Linked DNA regions of Mus musculus: region 1 is linked to region 2. Evidence: chromatin contacts called from public Hi-C data. All regions are on one chromosome and are shown on one strand. Each heading gives the region's core, a stretch centred on a gene start, on an enhancer-like site or on the middle of the called end of the contact. The rest is flanking DNA. Distances are from core to core; before and after follow the strand shown. Region 1 overlaps Zbtb16 (zinc finger and BTB domain containing 16). Region 2 overlaps Zbtb16 (zinc finger and BTB domain containing 16).

Region 1 (6,284 bases), core at 3,720-6,219, 110 kb before region 2:
ATGTTCTAGAACTATCGTGTATTGGTTTCACCTTCACCTCTGCCCTCTCTCATGCTGGAAAAGAGAAGTTAAATGGAATTGGTGTGTTTGTCTGTGCTTCTGGCAAACACAGGTCAGATCTTTAAGAGATGGAATGCCCTGGTTTTGATTGGGTGTGCCAGTTGCCTGTCATGGCGACCTCTGACAGGGCCCCCATTGTTTCATACACACTGAAAAGGGAAAGAAAATGCTCCCTCCCTCCCCCCGCCCTGGAAGATCAGTTTTCCAAACCTTTTTGAAAGGGCAGTGCCACACTTCCTTCGGAAGTAAGTTCATCTTCCATGCTATATTTTCTCATCTTGCCTTTGCTGTCTGCCAGCAGATGGAAGGGGGAGAGAGGGCTTGTTGGTGGACTCTGGGTGAGACTCTGGAGTGACTCTGCAGTCTTCTGGCTGTGCAACTTTGTGCAAATTTCTAACTTGCGCTGAGCCTTATAGGAACCATAGCATACTCTCTTGAGCCTCTGCATGTTTGCTTTCTTACTTTCCCAGAACTGCGCATGTTTCAGGCGCTCTGGATTGTTATGTGGGGTTTTGCGTACATCCTAAGCATTGTTCCTCAAAGACGTAAGAGCTTCTTTTCCTTCTCTGGGGTCACCTGACTTGTTGTTAGGTAGCTTAATCGAACTGGAGGCGTACCTGGACTCTCCCTTGGTACTCTGTAGACTCTTGGGTGGATGCATCTCCTGTCCTGTCTCTTGATAGAAGAGTATTTATAGCTGGGTACAAGTACAGTCAGAAGATTCTTATAAAACGCTGTTGTTACTGCAGCACCAAGTTAGAAATGCTTGAGGTTTCGGCTTCTTGGCTCTTCCATGCGGCCATGAATATTTTATGGGAAAGGAAATACTTAGTGTCTGACTCTTTTTATAGTGCAGCTACTCACGGGCTGGGAACCTTCCAGATCTTGCCAAAATCAAAAATCACTGCCCGTCCATCCATCCCTCTACTTTCTTTTCAGAGCCCACCAGAGCCCCACCGTCACTGAGGTGTCGAGCTCTCTTGGTGAATGACCCCATTTGTAAAACTCGAGAGGTGCAGTTTCCAGTCCTAATAACTATCCTAAGCTGGAGGGGAGGGGTGAGTTACCACTCAGTTCTACCCAGTCCTTCTGGCCTGGGGTTGCTGGTTAGTACCTGGTTGGCATCCACATGGAACATAACACAGACTGCTTCTAGGTGCCCATCAGCACTTTCAGCCAGAGACTTCTCTGCTCAGGGAGAAGTGTTTCGGAATCCCTAGAGTCCACTTTGATCTTGGAACATAAAGATCACAGTTAATCTGGATCAGGTGCTATCCCTCTACAGTCTTAGCAATTGGGAGGCTGAAGCAAGAAGATCTTAAGTTTCAGACAATCTCAAGAAACAAAACAAAACAAAACACAGCATCTACAGCAGTAGATTAAAGTCTGGCAGGCCTCAAGAGGCTTCTCCTTTCACAGGTAAAGGTGGGTGAGATACCTTTCCCAGGACTTCTTTCTCTTCCCTTCAGTGACCCACGTGTAATGCAGGAAAGTGAGGCCTTTGTGGTTTCAGCTGTAGCTAGCTTGGTGGGGACTCGGTGAAGAGGAAGAAAGGCCTTCTGGCCTCTGAAACATGGTGGGAGTTCTTGGTTGGCATCAGTGGAGCCCTCCAGGAGTACGTGCTCATCTGGCTTGGATGCACAGTCTGTAGATGCCTGCTATGACTACAGTTACCTTAGACCTGGTGACAGGTCAGATCACAGTGTCTAAGAGCACTCTTACTTTGGGGGAACTAGCCCAGTGTGACTTCTCAGAGGGGGACAGAGACGCAACTGTCTGTCTCTCGCAGGTGAGCTAAGTGGCCTATATTTTTACCAGACTCCCCAGACTCCCAAGCATCAAGCATGGCTTCTGATATACTCAGGGGTACAACTGGTTTCTCGTGTGCCAGATGAAGACATACATCTCTTAAAGATGTATTTCATTTTTGATTATGTGTTGGAGCCCCCCCTGGAGCTACAGCTACAGGTGGTTTGAGCTGCCTGTCGTGGATGCTGGGAACTGTATTCCAGCCTGCTAGATGAGCATTATACACTTATAATCACAGAGCCATCCCTTCAGCTTCCCAGGACAGATTCTCTTACCAAGAGCAAGTCGGAAATAAGTGTTTGATATAGTCTGAATCTCAGCTTTACCCTTGCCTGCTGGGCTCTGGGAGCTCAGGCCTGTTCTACATCTGCCTCCTGGACTGCCCTTGGCGTTCTCCTTGGCTTTTGATCGGGTATTGTTTTGCATACCCTTTGTGGTTACGTCACTATGAAGCAGAGCTGTCTCTCCTTGGGGAAGCTCTGTACCTTCCCCACCCCTTGTCTTGGTCTTCAGACTCAACAGTAGCAAAAGGCATGGTAGGGAATAGAAGGTTCTGGCATCCTTGCTCCTGGGCTCTTGTGAGGAAGAGCCTTCCAGATGGAAGTGCCTTGGGAAAGAAAAGGAAGTGAAAAGAGATGAAGAGGCTACCCAAGGCTCTCTGCACATCTCACCCTCCCTGGGCAGGAACTTGGTGGATGTATTGGTTGGGTACACAGAAGTGATACAAAGAGGATTTCGAGATGACAATTACGTATTTATATGATGAGACGGGAGGATTTTCAGGCTTCTAAATCCTTGCAGCTTGCTTGTGGAGAGAGGTTGGAGGCTTCCAACAAGGCCAGTGCCTTTGAGTTAGACTGCATGTGTCTCTTGGGAGGGAGATACACATGCCTGCTCACTCTGTTACTTTATTTCAGCGAGCTTGGCTGTGTCCCTCTCCATGGTCAGAGCAGGGTGGGTTCTGTGGAACAGACAGTAAGCAATGGCATTGGAGGACAGTGTTGTGAGTCTTGCTGAGGTTTCCCTCCTGGCCTCAGAGAACAGGCCAGAATCGGGGGTGAAGCACTGCGTGGCAGTCTGAGCACATCATCTTGTTCTGGTGATGAAGTATAGACCGTGTTCTTCTCTGCACTGGTGAGGACCACTTAGGCAAACACAGTAGTTCTTCATGAAGTGGGCTCATGAAGAAGGTAGCAAGCAAGGTATGCTGTGTTGAGTACAAAATGAGGAACCTGAAGGGTCCAGGCTAGGAGGATGCACGGCAGCTGTTGGCTGGCGTCACTCTTTATGCCTGTGCCCCTAAGTTGGTGGTGTGGGGAAGGCAGGAGGTGGCTCTTAGGGCCAGGTATGGATTATAACTGTGGGGGTGGGGGACAGACTGTGTGACTCAGGGGTGGGTAGCATTTGCTATTTCAGTCTTGGTAGACTTTAGAAGTTTGCAGCAGAGGCCAAGGAAGGATGTAAGAACTGAAAGAAGGAGGGATAGAGGTTTGGAGGTGGGTGTGACCCCAGATGGCAATAATCTTACATATAGAAAACAGGCTATTTTTTGCATAGGTTGCTTGGAGCTTCCACGCAAAGCTGCTGGTATTCTTCCTGCAGCCTTAAGCCTCGGAACTCCCTCTTCTTGTCACCTCACCTCTCCCTTGTTCCTGTTGGGTATATAATGTCTTGTGTTCCCTACTTGATTATAGACTCTTGGCAGACATAGCCCAGTATGACATGTTCCTTTGAAAGTCCTTCACTGCGATTGGCCCCATGCCTTGCGTTATTAGACGGCTTGAATGGCCAGAAAGACCACTGCTCATTCCTTTCTTCTCAGGGGAGCGGCTCATGTATACTCCCAGTTTTCTTGCCTGTCTCAGGCCAGTTTCAGTCTCAAAAAGAGGCAGAGGCCCGCCTCTTCCTCTTCTCAGAGTGATTCTGTAAGGATTTATAACATGTGCATCAAGAAACCGTGCGTGGTGAGCGTGTAGAGATGGAGCAGTTGCTGCTACGTGGAAGATCATACTCCAACACCAGTGGAGAAACTTGGAGGCCTACACTTAAAAAAGGGAAAGAAAAGTGGTGTGTGTGTGTGTGTGTGTGTGTGTGTGTGTGTGTGTGTGTGTGTGTGTACAGGCATGTTTGTTCTCACACACATATGCAGGTACCTGATGAAGCCAGAAGGGGACGTCAGAGTCCTCTGGAACTGGAGTTAAAGATCGTTGCGAGCCACCTGATGCGGGTGTTGGGAATGAACCCCAGACCTCTAGAAGAACAGTAAGCACTCTTAGCCATTGACCTGTCTCTCCAGCCTGCCGGCTGCCACTTTTGATTCATAGTCTTTTGCTACTGACTGGTCAAGGTAACTCTCCAGTTCTAAAGAAGAAACAGGGCCAGCATCCAATTCCCTGGCGTTTCTTGGTTTCCTCTTTCCTACTGGTTATTGTTACTGTACTTCCTGCCTGCCGGCTCCTTTGTGACGGTGGATAGTTTGTCCAGGTGCCTGTTTGGGTTTTCTTTGGAGATGGGAAAACCTCAGTTTACTATAAAACTTCCTAACGCTTCTCTAAATGGAACGTGCTTGCTTCGTGGGCCCCTCCACGTTTCAAATATTAAACAGCTATCTCCTGGAGACTTCTCCTCCCCTCCCCCCACCCCACCCCTCAGAAAGCTCAACCAGATGGTGAGAGGTGGTGTGTGGAGGTGGGTGGGGGCTGCTGACTTGACCACATGTGTGTGGTAAGGGTTCTAGGGAGGATACCCATTTCTGTAATATATGTATGTGTGTGTGTGTGTGTGTGTGTGTGTGTGTGTGTGTGTGTGTGTACATATATATATATATATGTATGTATGTATAAAACTTACTAGGTTCCAGCTACAGAACAAGACTGAGAGTGTTGGCAAGTGGCCAAGCACAGTAACTGGCAGGAAGGGCCTGTCACTTCAATATTCTCGAAAGAAATCCAGTTTTCCATGAATGGGAGGCTGTGGAGGAGGTTGGAGAAGCAAATGCCTGGCTTGTCTCCAAGGCCAGATGTTCTGTAGTGCCATATGTCATGACGGGAAGGCTAGCATTGGAGCTTACAGAGCACGTCAGGCCCATGCTCTTAGGCTACCACAGCCCTTCTCGAGCTTGCTCTTCCTGCTTTCCTGGCCCGCCTCTGTGGTCGGAACCCTTCCGAGCCACTCAGATCTGCTGCAGTTGGCGAGTGTCCAGAGTGCTGACCTTAGCCGGGACTGATTGCTATGCTGCTGGGCAGTGCCTGCTGGATCCTTGATATCTGCTCAGCCCAGTCTTGAGACCACTTCAAAGGAGGCCTTTGCCAATTTTATTTTTCTTCCTCAGCCTGGGTTTTGTGGTCATTAAGATGCGGCATCCGAATTGCGAGACTCTTGTTTTCAACGGTGTCTTCACTTCTTCTCTCAGTGTCTGTTTTCCCCTCTTTCTTTCCATCTTCCCTCCCTCTCTCCCTCCCTCTCTCCCTCCCTTCCTCCCTTCTGTAGGTGGTGTGTGTGTGGGAGTGTAGGTGGAGGCCCAAAGTTGGCATCAGAAGTCTTCCTCAGTCACTCTTTACCTCATATTTTGAGGCAGAGTCTCACACTCTTCAGCTAGTGGATGACCAGCGAGCCTCCGAAACCTCCTGTCTTCAGACTTTGTAGGTTCTGGAGAGAAGGGACGCCGAGTGATCTTGCTTCCCACCATATTGAATTGGTAGCACAGTCACCTGCTAAAGGGACAAAGTAACATGTCATGGCCCTTCTACTGCACACTCTAGCTGACATCTCTGCTGTGTGGTGGTGGTGGCATGCTGAACTGAATAACAGAGCAACAACAGGATAACAGACAGAAGCAAAGGCTCTTTTGGGCTCTTTCAGGTTTTCTACCATGGTCGTTTATAATCCGTGGAGCCAAGGACCTTTAGAAATAGAAGCATCTTCTTTCACCATCTTAGGAGCATCTTGTGTTGCCATTTTGTTCTGCAAGGCTGACCTAATGACTATCTTTGGAAATATCGTCATTCTCAAGTTAGAATTTGGGTACTTCATTCCTTTCTCCGCTTCCGTGGTCCCTGCCCACACCAAACCTTCTGCTCCCAGCTAACTCCGCGGTTCCAAGAAAGGTTTTGGTGGCTCTTCAGTGGCGTAGCAGTGTGAGCAAAGTCCCCATCCTCTTTGCCAGGATCCTGCCTAAGCCAGCCTAGGTTACCACTTCTGTTCCTCCTTTTCCGTGAGACCCCTTGCGATGAGTCAGACTAGTCTCCTGAGTACTTGGCTACCATGGCTCAAGTCTTAGACATACAGGGGGGTTTCCATTCTTGGCACTACCTGGGTAGAGAGAGCTATTCCGTGTAGAAACCAGCTCTGCTCTGCTCTCTTCAGTGCCATTTCAACTTCAGCACCCACCCTTTCTCTGTTCCTCTTTTGTACCC
Region 2 (5,646 bases), core at 2,527-5,026:
TTGCTATCTTCTCCCCCCCTTCTATACAGCCTTGCCCTCTCCTGAATCTTCTGACCCGGCTATGGTGGCCGCACTTACCTGGAGGTTCCTGGAGGAGGACAAACAGCAGAACTAACAATGGGTGGAGGAGGATAAAAAAGAGATGCCCAAGAGAAGGGTTGGGGACAAACAGAATAGATGGAGTCAGGGGAAAGAGTGAGGAGAAGGGAGAGAAAGCCCCAGCAAGCCTGCCCACCAGCAGCTCTGAGTCCTCGGCTCCTGGGTGGCCCACTTTGCAGACAGGGTCCCTCCTCCCCGAGTGTATCATAGTACTTGTTCACATAGTGTTATGCATGAATCCTCGTAAGGTGAAGAACCGTCATGATGCACCATGCCATCGCCCTATATATAAAGATAAATATATATATATGTATGTATGTATGTAAGTTATAGCACTGAGGGCCCTCTGGCCCTGTTGGACCAAGCAAAACTAAGCCTTTTGGTTTGGGTGTCATGTTTCCTTGTTTTTTTGTTTTTTTTTTGTTTTTGTTTTGTTTTGTTTTGTTTTTTGTTTTCTTGTTTTTTTTTCTTTTTTTTTCTTGTCTGATGTGAGAGCACAGGTGCCAGTCTAGTTGCTTCGTTATCACAGAATAGTGTTTTTAATTCATCAATGTTCTAGTTAATGTCTACCTCAGCACCTCCTCTTAGCCTAATTCTAGGAGGTTGCCCAATTTTGTTTCTTCAATTTTATTGGTTCTTTTGGTTGTTGTACAAATCACTCTCCCCACCCTTGGCCCCTCCCCCTTTCTCCTCTCCTGTCTCTCCCCCCACCCACCCTCTCCTCCCCTCAGGTCCGACTCCCTCCCTCCAGTTAGCCCCATCTCACCACTCCCCTTGCCTTCACTTGCCTCCAGTCCAGACTGCTTTCTGTCCACTTGGAAGTGCGCTCCCCGTTGCAGCCGCTTACCTACCCACACCTGCCTTCCTTCTGTGTAGATTGATGCATTTCTTGTTAACTTCAGTGTTTCTGACAAGACTTTAAAAAAAAAAAAAAGGAAAAAAAGTGAATTTACTGCTGCAGGTTTTTTTCTCCATGTGTCACCAAGTGAAGTTTGTGCCTTCTATAGCAAAGAGAATATTTTTTACATCCTACTAACAGTAGATTTTTTTGTAGTGAACATTTTTTGTATTTTTATTTATAAGTCTCATAAGAAAAATAGCGATGTTCAGTTGTATACCTTGAATCTGCAGTTAGAAGAGAATAAAGTTAACTCAGTTGTCTCTGGCTCCAAGTGTCCTTTTTAAAAAATGTGCCTCGACCTCTTTCTTTCCTGTCTTGGGTGGGAACACACTGGAGGAACTGGGATTTCTGCCTGGAGATGAAGGCAGAGAAATGTTAATGTGTTAGTATAAGCCCTGATTGTTTTGCATTCTTAGTGATTTGGTGACCGGTGTGTGTGCACAGATGCACAGGTACACACACGAACATCTGCCATGGTGCATGTACGGCGGGGTGGGGGTGGGGGGGTGAGGGTGGGAGGTCAGAGTACAGCTTCTCGAAGTCTCATTCCACTGTGTGGGTTCTGAGGATCTACTCCAACCTTCCATGGCACGTTCCTTTGCCACTGAGCCATCTCAGCCCCACATTCAGCCTTTTTTTTTTTTTTGCATGACATTTTAATGCTACATTTACAAGTCACAAACCCAAGGATTGAACTCAGGTCATTAGGCCTGGCAGCAAGGGTCTTGGCCCACTGAGCCATTTTACTAGCTCCCATTCTTGCTTTTAAAATATTTCGGTTACATTTTATTTAGTGTGTGTGTGAGCGTGTGAGTATGTGTGCACACGCTCACACACACACCAAGCACATGTATAGAGGTTAGAAGACTAAAAGGTTGAGGAGGAGTTCTGTGTATGAATGGTTTTCCTGCACATATGTATGTGCACCCTATGTGTTCCTGCTGCCTGCCCTCTGAGGTGAGAAGAAGTTTTCAGATGCTCTGGAACCAAGGTCAGAAATGGTTGTGAGCCATCAGGCTGGGAATCGAGCCTGGGACCTCAGCAAGAGCAAGAAGTACTCTGAGCCATCTCTCCATCCCAGAATACAAAGGGAGTCCATTCTCTCTGTTTACCTTTGAGTCCTGAGAACCCAAGTCTGGCTGTCAGGCTTGGCAGCAGGTACCATTTCTCACTGAGCCATCTCATCAACCCAACACCCTTGCTTTGGGGTGTGGGTTGAGAAGCAGTGTTAAATGTATGAATGTCGTTTGACCTTGGAACAATGCACTAAGTGACAGTTTCATTCAGAAAAACTCTTGGCTTGAGTGATAGTTTCTGCACTGGGAATTCAGGAAGCAGCACTCCCGAAGCTGCCACGTTTTTTTCAAAGTGTGTGGTGACCACTCAGTCTCATGCAGTCAGTATGCGGGGGTCTAACCCTGACCAGATCAGATGCCAAAGGATGCCTGCTTTTCCCAGGCTTGAGGTACGATAGCCCTCTGTCTTCTTCACGGGGAAGCAAGCTTCGGAGTTGTCTCAACACAGAGCTTTCACCAGAAGGTTCTGTGGCAGTCATGACCTGTTGCATAGCTAGAGGTTTTCACTCAGTGGTATAGCACCTGCCTGACCTACAACGCCTGAGGCTCCATCTGGTCCCCGGCTGCAGGGGAGAGCACCACCTGGCTCATCTTCAGCACTAACTGCAGCTCTGCTCAGGCCCTGGATGCACAGCCTGATAACATCTCTGCCTTTCTTCTCCAGCGTCATGTCTTCCCACTAGACCCAAGTCACGGCCTCCATAGTGGGTCACTAACAGCGCTAAAACAGTGTAGCCTGAGTTCCTGCACTTCCACTGACACACGTGTGTGTGCATGCGTGTGTGTGTGTGTGTGTGTGTGTGTGTGTGTGTGTGTGTGTGTGTGTGTGTTTCCAGTTTTTATTCTCCAGGTCCTGGGTCTGTTGGCCTTCGGGTTGTTGAGCTGAGAGACTCTGAAGTCACACTAACCCTAACAACCCTCCCAGGAAGAGGCCCAGCCCATGGCAGGAAGCCTTCCATTCTTCCGAGCCCTAGGTCCTCTGTTGGTCCTCCTTTCCCGTCTCTTTCTCCTCATCTTGCACCCAGGTTTGCATCTCTCTTTGTCACTCCTCCGTTTTCTCCCCCATTACTCACTCTCATTTCTGGGATATTTCTTTTGCCCTGTACCTCACTACCACGTCACGTGTCCCTGCTTCTTAAAAACAAAAACAAAAACAAAAACAGTCCTTGGCCAAAGATGTATACGTTTTGATTGGGATCTGCTCCCCTCAAGCCTTGCCCCTCAAGCCAGCCCCCGCCCCGCCCTCTCTGCACTCCGTCCCTCCCCCTCTGCACCCCACCCCTTCCTCAGGCCTCAGCTTTCTCTTGACAGATGGGAGGGCAGTGGGCACTCCCTCTTTAAAACAACATTTAATCGCCGTTTTCTGTTCTTGGACATCAAAGCTGGGGCTTAGGCACTGCACTGGGGTCCCGGCGGCGCGGGCTCTTGGGGAGAGGAGGTGAGTGAATAGGAGCTGGCTGAATGGGCTTTGTGTGACCGCCGGGGTCTGCCTGCTTTACATGCTCTTTGACCCAGATATGATCTCATGGAGAGAAAGGGGCCCCGGCCAGGCCAGCCTGAGAACGCTCCTCCGAGGCCTGCTGCAGCCCCTCCTCCCTCCCTGGGCAGCGGGCCGCAGCTGCCCTCTGCCCCAGCCCGCAGCATGGGGAACTGCCTCTAGGGCAGGCCCCGCCAGGGGTGGGGGTGGGGCGGGGCACGAGGCTGAGGTCAGAAGAGGGGACAGGCAGCTGGACTGGAAAGATAGAGTCCAGGTTGGGTGGATGGGGATCATCCCACTTGTGCTCTTGGCTTGGTTGGCTGGGAGCCTCCTCTACTCACTACTTCCCTGCGGTCCCTTCCTGTCCAGTGCTCTCTGTCACTACTGCCGAGGTTCTGGTACACCCTTGATTGGCTCTCTTTTTAGTGGCTCTGGATGTCACTCAGGGAGCAGAGTTGAAGCCCAGAATTAACAGAAGTCTGCACAAGACCCACAAGAGTGTAGCTGATCAAACAAAGAAGAGTGAATCTAAGGACTGCTCCATCCTGCCAGCACCTCCTCTCCCTCCACCCACAGCCACAGTGCCTTCCGCCTAGCTGCCAGCAGAGTCCCTCTCGCCCCAGCATCCATCCATCCTTTACTCTTCCATCCTGCAGAGAATATATCCCCCCACCGCTCCCCCTCTACAGACAACTTATCACGTTTTTGAAAACTCCTTAATCACTCCTAGGATAGGTCCAAACTCCCCATGGGACCTCAATGGTAGTCCCTGCTTGACACCCCAATCTGTTCTTTAGATCCACCCCTACCTTGCTAGAGTCAATTTGATCACCAGGATGGTTTTAGAGACTTAGGGTCCTGTGCTCTGCGGCCTGTGTCACCCTGTTTCACCAGCTGAACAGAGCACAACGCAAGCTTCCTGGTCCTCTCAGCTTTCCCCGGGGTCTTGCTTCATCTCAAATGCTACCTTTCTCAGGAGACCTTCCCTAGATGCCTGAGACTGTATCGGGTGCCCTGCTATGCAGACCCTGCAACCCGCCATTTGTCACAGTGCATTACTGTCATCTAAGCTCTCCGGTGTTCCCTTCACCAGACATCGAGTTCCTTGAGGTTAGGAACCGTGTGTTCTATATCTTGGTGTTCCTAGAGCCTAACATTGCACTTGGCAGGTGCCCAATAAATCTTTGCTGAATACATGGAAGGAAAATAGAGGGAAGAAGAGAGGCAATTCGCTCACTGAAACTGAGGATGCAGTCGCCAAGGGTGAGGAAATGGAGCTAAATAGGAAGACGCCCCTCACATGCCCACCTAGGCATCTCCCCATGACATCAAGAACTGGTATCCATGCTGCAGGTAGAGTAGCTCAGTGTGGGCTCTTGCGCCTGTATTTGTTCCTAAGGTCACCTTAAAGGAAGAAGGCGTGACAGGCTCAGGACAGTGGCATTTTATAGCTGGGGACTACCTGGCTTGGTCCAGTCTAGGGTGAGCTGTTTCCACACAGACCGGAAGGCTTTGCCCCACCGGGAGGCCCTAGCTCTCTCTGTGCTCCCAGACCCAGAGCTACAGCTCTTTGGCCACTCCTTACCCGGAGTGCTGGCGGACTGACTCCCCTAGGCTGCTTTCTTTGCACCCCAGGGGTGCCTCAGTGAAAGTGAACTCTCTCATTTAAACCTGACTCTGCAGCCCTGCGGCCCCCTGCAGAGCTAATTACCCTGTAGTTCCAAACTGATTGCTGTACACTCAGCTTAAGCCCTCCTTTATTTATTTACTGACTACATTAATAGCAAAGCCCAGTGGCTTTCAGCTGCTCCTTGTTACACACCTCTGGCTGTTCTCTGTTGCCCAGCTTCTCTCAGCCTGACATAGAGCCCCCCGAACTTACCACCCTAACTGAATTCCCTGGACAAGATAATAGCGAGAGAACACGGTTTTGTCCACACCGTAGTCCTGCCACGCTGGGCTCCTTCTGTCTGACTCTTGGGCAGTGGGAGAGACAACAGCCAGAGCTCACCAGCTGGAGGGGTGAGTGGAGGGAAGGTGGGACGCCTTTCATCTACAGGACATGAAATGAATCTGCTTCCGTTCAGCACCAC

What was found. Hi-C and Micro-C count contacts between places; a contact is called where the count stands out from the background.
Region 1: a contact with region 2 is called in a Hi-C map of cerebral cortex, with 2.3 times the contacts expected there. The contact joins two enhancer-like sites. A contact is called at or near these places in 3 of 484 Hi-C or Micro-C datasets (3T3-L1-derived adipocytes, cerebral cortex and nephron progenitors) and 1 of 9 other capture datasets (embryonic stem cells).

The regions. Positions count from the first base shown.
Region 1 is chr9:48,759,291-48,765,574 of GRCm38.p6, reverse strand. The region is part of intron 2 of Zbtb16 (zinc finger and BTB domain containing 16); the gene reads left to right. Among named protein-coding and RNA genes, the nearest start is that of Zbtb16, 74 kb to the left of the region's middle. Within about 2 kb of position 4,969, at least 95 of the 459 cell types and tissues checked have an H3K27ac peak or open chromatin away from gene starts, as enhancers often do. A contact at or near this core is called in cerebral cortex, where this site is marked.
Region 2 is chr9:48,647,416-48,653,061 of GRCm38.p6, reverse strand. Zbtb16 (zinc finger and BTB domain containing 16) reads left to right here. Exons shown (of 7, transcript NM_001364543.1): 7 at 1-1,265. Among named protein-coding and RNA genes, the nearest start is that of Gm32280, 20 kb to the left of the region's middle. Within about 2 kb of position 3,776, at least 101 of the 459 cell types and tissues checked have an H3K27ac peak or open chromatin away from gene starts, as enhancers often do. A contact at or near this core is called in cerebral cortex, where this site is marked.